Linked DNA regions of Rattus norvegicus: region 1 is linked to region 2. Evidence: chromatin contacts called from public HiChIP or PLAC-seq data. All regions are on one chromosome and are shown on one strand. The core of a region is the stretch at or near the end of the contact, and the rest is flanking DNA. Distances in the headings are between cores, read along the strand shown. Region 1 overlaps Mir9-2hg (Mir9-2 host gene). Region 2 overlaps Mir9-2hg (Mir9-2 host gene).

Region 1 (3,682 bases), core at 934-3,433, 130 kb after region 2:
AGTGAAGAAAATCTAAACCCTTCACTTTTCCTTGCCACACATGGTTGAGGCACATGTATGTTACCCTTGAATTATTGTATGATTGCATCAATTCTTCAGTTCGCACTATATCTGTATATAGGCAGATATTGTGTCTGCTAAAAGTGTCACTTTAGAAATCATACAAGTACCAAGGTGCATTGATTAACAATATTGCCACCTTTTGGGTTTGATGTACCACAAAATTTGTTTATTAATCAAACTTGGACCTTAACAAGGAGCAAAAGTTTAATGTATTTTGATAAAGAATTATTTCTAAAGCAACAAGGAGTGATATTTAGTGATTTAACAAACAATTATACATTTGTCATACAAAGTAGGTTCCTCTAGCCAACTCTGGATCAATGCTCCAGTATCCACTAGCCATTTTTACTAGCAATGCACTCAAACAGTAGGTTCAGCTGATTCTTTAGAGGATATTCTGCTGTTGTTTTATTAAAATAGTACAGAACAATATTTAATTGTTTAAAGTTTTGATCCTCAATCTGAAATCATGAAAGTGCATGCCTGAGAAAAAAAGAATTCTGACTCTGTTTGATTGGAATGAGGAGTGTGATTTTCAATCAAGTCAACTTTTAGTGACTTTATTTTTAACACAATTAAAAATATGGCTGATATAATGACGTGAATGAACAGTTATTTTGCTCTTTTTGGTGATGGCACGAGGAATGGGTAATGATTGCCCCACTATTTAAAATTCTTGATATAATTCACATTCACTCACTTTGAACTTAAGATGCCTCTCAATCACATTGTGGGAGTCTCTATATCTTCAATGTAATTAGTACCATACAGCATTCATGACAAACAGTCTGAACAAGAAAAAGGAGTCCTACTTGATAATCGTAAATATGAGATTGTCACGCGAGTCATAATTAGTCACCAAGACAAAGATAATGTTTAAATCTCTAACAGGTGCAGCTGACTTAGAACAAAATTCAAATATGCTCCAAAGAGATCAGTGTTTCAAGTTTCTATGCTTAATAAAGTTGGTAGACCACGTTTGCCAAATAGTTCTGTCAGGCAAGCAACCATAGTTTAAAAGTAATTAAGCAATTTTGTTCTCATCTTAAAATGTTATATGCAAAACCACATGCTTTCGTTGGTTTGAAATGTATAATACACATGGTGTAAATATTGCTGAATAAAAAAATCCATACAGTATACTTTATAAACTTCAACAGGTAGATAATCATTGTAAAACTTACTTTAAAAAACACCTAGCAAAGAGTTTGATTGTTTAACATTTTTATTATTCAAGTCCTTACCATTTCATACTACTCCCTGGAGAGGGGTTGAAGAAATATTAAAAATACTATAGAAATATAAAGGATAAGATATTTGTCACTCCCGTTTAAATTGATGTATGCTGCTGTCCTATAAACGTCACATCAGATAACCCTGAAAAATTACCATGAATCTCCATAATTACGCATATTCATGATGGTGTTTTGCATACTGCTAACAGCCGAATGCATGTGGGGTGGGACATGAATGGGGTAAGAATGATGTGACAGATTAAAATTATTACCAGTATCATGGAAATAGGCATAGCAATAGTACCATTTTGTGAAGGCTTAGTAAACAAAAGCATATCATGGAATTGCATGGTAGTTAAATAAGTAGACATTTTTTCTGTTACATATTTTTCCATATGACATTAACAGGGATAAACTGACCAGAAATGTCATTCTTACTTGAAATATACTTGTATTTGCCGTACGCTCCTAGGTATAAGGCTGTACCAACTGAAGAAGGGGTGTGCTTTATAACTTTTCTTTGCGGGATGGGGGTGGGGCCGATGGGATGAGGGTGACTTTCAAGCTCACTTAAATATGTGAGTTTCTTATATGATAGACAAGCTCTTGATATCCCGAGTGCAAAACACCTAGCTATGTTTCTTTGCTTCTGGTAACTCTGAGTCATATCCAGGAACGTGTTAAAATGCTCTGAGAGACAGAAAAGTTGTTTGGTGTCTATTTCAATAGACATTTTGTGCTGAGGCAAAGAGCAGAGTTAATCGGGGACTCTAGAAGTAATTGTCGACAGAGTTTGGGTAATACAAATGCTTGGGTAAACAGCGACTGTTCTTTCCACAAGATTGCCAGTCGAAACAACAATACTGGTATTGTCGTCCACTTCTCATTAGGGGAACTTGAGGAGGGGGTGCTGCACCGCGAGGCGGATGGGAAACTGACAGGCAAACTGTGCTGGGAACAACTCCCCTCGTCCCACTACCACAGGCTCTGGCTTTTGGCATCAGGAGTGCCAGCTGCATGAGGAGAAGCCAAGCTTGTCATACCTTCTTCACATCAAATCTTCAGGGCACAAGAGCCAGAGCCTAGTTAGAGCTTAATGAAGAAACAAATACAAAAGGGAAGACTAGGCCTTGTTAACACTTGCATTCATTGCCTTGTATCGAAACTGCACTGGGAAGGTTGTCTTATAGAGCTCTGTCTTCTCTTCAGCAGAGAAGTTACATTAAGGATGCATTTTTGTGTTGTAAAAGGGTAGGGCGGGGAGGGAATCTTTCAGTACTCTTGCAACTATCAGTTAGCAAATTGTTTTGTCAAAAATGCCATATGAAACAGTCATGTCCATGACAACTGTCAAAACTGGTAAATAAATACTTTTGAAATTTGTATATTAATAATATTGGACTCACTGCCGTGTAAGGCATACCCTTGCATGCGTATGTGGTACCAATACATTTCTTTGAAAGACTGGACTGTGAAATTCTGTCCATTGTTAAGAGATAACAGCCCCCTCAATGGCGTGAAACATTCATGTTTTGTGGCACTACATTACTTTTCAAATTAGTTGTATTTGAGAAAAAGGAATCATATTTTTGAAGTTCTCTATAAAGTATCTGGAAAGTTTGACAGCGGAATGCTACAATTATTTCTTTTATTGTTGTAAGCAGTCAGTCAACTGCACAAAAGTGTATTGTGTACATCTGCAATGCAAAACCTGTGTTTGTTTATGCTGTCAACTCCTTACTGTGTTAGGTGCATTTTAAATGATACTGTCCTGAAGGGAACACTTAGACTTAATGGAATAATGTACTTTCTACGCCACACTCCCACACATTGTACATAGGGTCTCCTCAGGAAAGACACATCTGTGGTTCTTGAACTTGCGAAAGTGTTGAAGGGAAGCAGGTTATTTGTCAAGGGATCTGAGAGAAGGATGGACATGGCTGTATTAGAAGTGAAATACTTGATTTTTACAAATTCATGCCTTAGATGCAAGCTCAATGGTACACCTTGTATGTACGTGAACCTTTGCTTGACCTGTAGAAAAAAGTAGAAATATGGAGAGCTGGGAATTTTACAGGAAGTTAAGTCACGGTTGTACTTCCTGTAGTCATATTCAACTAAACAAATGCAAACGTGCTGCTAAATGAGTTTATTTTATAAGAAAAGTACTTAAAATACACTACAGGAATAGCTGCAATAGAAGTCATTTCACATACACCCTATCAATCCAAGGGAATTCACACCTACTCTTACATTATGATAGTGACAAAAGGTTTGTAGCTTTTGCTCCATAAAGAAAGCTCAGGTTGGTCTATAATAGGATGTCACAGCTCATATTTTGTCATATTATGACAAAAGAGAAAACAATATTTTTGTATTACAGA
Region 2 (4,037 bases), core at 1,365-3,864:
TAATTTGTTCCGTCTGTCAGAAGGGAACTATGAGAGGTTTGGGTGCAAATTCATTATCTCTGGCAACGCAGAACATAGTGTGGGGACTGAAAAAGACCGTGGCAATGGATGAACAATAGGGCTTCAGTTCATCAGTAACAAAAGCAGTGGGGAAATTGGTTGAGTTTCAGAGCACGTCCTCCTCGGCAGAGGGGGCTGGACTAGACCTTGGACAGCCCCCCCAAAAACTTGCCGAGCCTCACACACCACTTCACTCTGCACTCCGAGGCTCAGGGAGCAAGTGCTTGGAGTGGGGGGGAAAGTTGGCTTCCCCCCCCTCCTTGGTCTTTAGAGCCCTTTTCTCCCCCACAGAAGAGAAACTATTTTAGATGCAATCAAGAAAGAATCGCCCACCATGTGGAATTGAGCGGCAGTTTTAAATGTACTAAGAGAAGACTGGTCTAGAAAAAAAATTTTTTTTCCTTTCTTTTTTGGAGACGCCTAAAGGAGCCTGTTTGTGTGCTGTGGCCACGTTCTGCTGTGACTGGATCTTGTCTTCTGCCTGGGTCCTCGATTTCCGTCCGGCTGAATTTGGGGACAACACTGCTTGGCGCAGACAGATCAAGTGAGTATCTTGGCGGCATGAAGACTGTAAGCTCTTCGGGCTGCTCCAGGCCCGCAGTGCCGGTGGTTGTCCCGCACCCCACCAAGAGCCTGGTGAGGGCCGCTCCGAGGGCCAGTCCGGGGCTTTGCTTCAGCTAATTGATTGTATGTCTCCAAAGCCAAACCTGTTGATCTCGTGAGTTGTCCGAGCCAGGACTCATAATTATCCTTTGGGCTGACCCTTAATCGTAGAAAGATGCCAGGAAAAAAATCGCACAGGGAAAAAAATTGTACGTAATTTATGGTGTTGGTGGCGGGACCTTCTTTTAGATGCCGTGCTAAGCGAAATTGGGTTTTGCATTTTTGAATGCTATTTTCTCATTTTGAATAATGTGCTATTTTTGAATCGCCCAAAGTTTCAGGTACCTGGCACTGAAACCACCTTCTGATTAGGTCCTGGTGGAAAAACTTACGTAAAATAGCTCACTGCATCTGGTAGATTCTCCTCCCCCTTCTTTCTTCCGCCTTTTGGATTTTGTAGGTGAGAGACTGCTTTATAGGGTTACCCCAAGTTTAGCTTTAATACGACCTTCCTGGTTAGTTATTGGGACTTGGAAGTATTCAATTTCAAATGCCTCTGGAATCGGAGCGCAGCTTTCTGCTTAAGAGCCCAAAAACAACTGAAGGAAAGACCTCGGTGATGTGCAGAAAATCCTGAGTAAGGAGTACCTAGCTTTTTTTTTTTTTTCCTTTAGGATCTGCAGCGTTTTTCTCTTGCAAATGTGCGGGCGGTGCTTGAATACAACACTGTCTGGAGGGGTCAGGGCAATTCAGTAGAATTGATCAGAAGTTAGACCCCAGGCCCTGTCATGGCCACGGCCGTGGGGTGGGGGTGGGGGCTAAAGCTGCGGCTGTCTTGGGCCCACAAGGATGGAGTCAGATCGCTTTCCCTCTCTCTTGGCGCCCACACCTGCCCACCACCCTTCCTCTCCCTTGGCACCAGTAACTAGGGCGCTGGTAGGAACAAGCCACTGTAGTCAGCATAATTGAACCGGTGTAGTACTTTCATTTTGCAAAACAACAGCTCCACCCCTCCAGTCCAAAATAATAGTAAGCATCAAAGAATCATTTTAAAAAAACTCAACCTATTTTCGGGAGTATCTAAGACTTCCTAATATTGGATCGCGGGGTGTGGGGGAAGGGTTTAAAAATCCACTACTTTACAGCAATCAGGTTGTACATTATTCATTGATTTACTGAAGGAAAGAGCCAATCAGGAGCCATAGATATGAATGCACATCTCACTGTGCTATGGCCTTACAGTAAACTATTTGCATCTTTCTAATGGATTAGCCATTTATCGTGGGATTCTCATTGTTTGAAAGGCCAAGAAATCCAGTCCCTTAAACATTTAGAAAACAAGACGTGGTTCCAGACTTAAAATCCTTGCATGGTGGGGCTCTCCCTTCTCTTTTGTATGGGAGGTTACAAGGTTCAAATCCCTAATGTTTCTTAAGTCTCTCTTCTTTCCAAGCTAAAAATAAAAGGAGAAAGAAAAATTAATTTCCCAAACCCCTCTAGATCCTGCATATTTTGCATCCCCATTATCATGCATGTCTCCATTTAAATGCAAATTAGCATATTTAACCCTGTAGGTGCTAAGGCCCAAGATACACAGTGCTGGTGTTTTATATAATCTATTGGCATTTAAAAAAAAAGTAATTGTGATCTTTTAAATTAAGTCATATCCCTATATAATGATATATACATATTTCTAAAAACTATGATTATTTGTTTTATTGCCTATTTTTCAGATGAGACTTCAAAGAAGCATATCCTGAACAAGCTATTCAATCAACCAAAGGTAATTTAAAATTTTTTTATTTGATAAAATTTGACTGATGTATGAAATGAAAATAGAATATTGTTCACTGGAAGACAGGTCTGCAATCTCTCACACATCTCCTCCTGCAGCAGATAGAATTCCAGAAACATCTAAGTTTCAGTGGGTGCAGTTATTTCTCCTGGAGGAACCTTTGTATGCATGTGATATACACATATATGTATGTGCATAAAGCAGAACACAAATAAAGCCTGAGATAGCCTTAAGAAAGAAGCTCGTACTTAGAAGAAATCGTTAAGATACTTTTATTATAATGAAAGCCAGTTGAGTTCATCATTGGACCATGGATACTGGTGTAAATAAAATGGCTTAAAAAAAGACAATAGCATTGACAGAGAACTACAGTTTGCACACTTGTAATTCTTACAAAGCAAATATTTTAAATGCATTGATGCTAGGCCAGTCCTTTATGCATTCTGCATGTATGTCTATAGGATTCAGAGATGTTCTAAGGCTTGTTCATAAACCAAGCGTATATGAATTAATTAAATAGCATCCTTCTGACCCACATATGAGGAAAACCATAATTTTTTTTTTTACTTTAAACCAGGAGAGGTTGTTTTGTTCCCAAGTAAACCAGAATGTTTCAAGTCATGTTTCAGCCATTTGGAGACCCATAAAAGACCTGAAAGCAAGCACCACAGCCACACTCTAATCTACTAGTTACTAGTGGGAATTTATTGGAGAATAAGCAGGCAGGCTGCTTGAATTCAGTATATCCTTCACTACAATGATTTTCAAGTGAATATTCTGTAGTTCAGCTAGATAATCTTTTAAAAGCAAAAAAATCTAAGTTTAAAGTATAGTTGCTAAGAGCTGCTCTTCACACATGACATTGCTAGGACTCCTTGGAGATATGTAATTGTAATGTACTGTGGGGTGTATTTATTTATAATACATATGATAAACCACATCATAGACCTTGGCAATATTATAAATAAGAAGGCACTTGATATTAAATCTTAGTATATTTAATTTTCTTCTGTGTGCCTGAGAGGTTGATAAAGAAGTAAAATATTTAATTGACTACACGGTTAATGAACAGACTTCCCATAATCCTGATCTTGGCTCATTTCACTCATTGGAGGTCCCATGCTGAACACCAAGCATGGAGACCAGTCTTGTAGTAAGTTGGCATGACTAGTGTTGCCCTAAGAATGTGGTGTTTATTACAGCATCTTCTACAGACTCTACTGGGAGAAGCGATCAGATATGCAGTGTGCTAACACATTGTAGATACTGTTTCTAAAAACACATTGTATTGTTAAATATGGGAATAGAGACATGATAATTTTCAAACTCAGGAAATATGAGGATAATACCATACACACACACACACACACACACACACACACACAGACACACACAGACACACACACACAAACAGACACACACACACACACACACATATATATGTATGTATAACTTGCCCTCTCACACCTAGATACACATGAAGCAAAGAGATATTTTAAAACTGTTTCTGATTTCTTGGGCTTTGACTTACATAGTTGACTATCTGATCACATGCTTGCTTTATGTAATACAAGCCAAA

Evidence for each region. HiChIP or PLAC-seq counts read pairs in DNA pulled down with a chosen protein or histone mark.
Region 1: a contact with region 2 is called in an H3K27ac HiChIP or PLAC-seq map of oligodendrocytes, with 4 times the contacts expected there. The contact joins two enhancer-like sites. A contact is called at or near these places in 1 of 12 Hi-C or Micro-C datasets (frontal cortex) and 1 of 1 datasets of contacts at active chromatin or transcription factors (oligodendrocytes).

The regions. Positions count from the first base shown.
Region 1 is chr2:16,057,033-16,060,714 of GRCr8, forward strand. All of the region lies in intron 3 of Mir9-2hg (Mir9-2 host gene), which reads left to right. Among named protein-coding and RNA genes, the nearest start is that of Mir3597-2, 130 kb to the left of the region's middle. Within about 2 kb of position 2,184, at least 8 of the 93 cell types and tissues checked have an H3K27ac peak or open chromatin away from gene starts, as enhancers often do.
Region 2 is chr2:15,926,732-15,930,768 of GRCr8, forward strand. Mir9-2hg (Mir9-2 host gene) reads left to right here. Exons shown (of 4, transcript XM_039103406.2): 2 at 477-604; 3 at 2,397-2,446. Among named protein-coding and RNA genes, the nearest start is that of Mir9-2, 4.5 kb to the right of the region's middle. Within about 2 kb of position 2,615, at least 12 of the 93 cell types and tissues checked have an H3K27ac peak or open chromatin away from gene starts, as enhancers often do.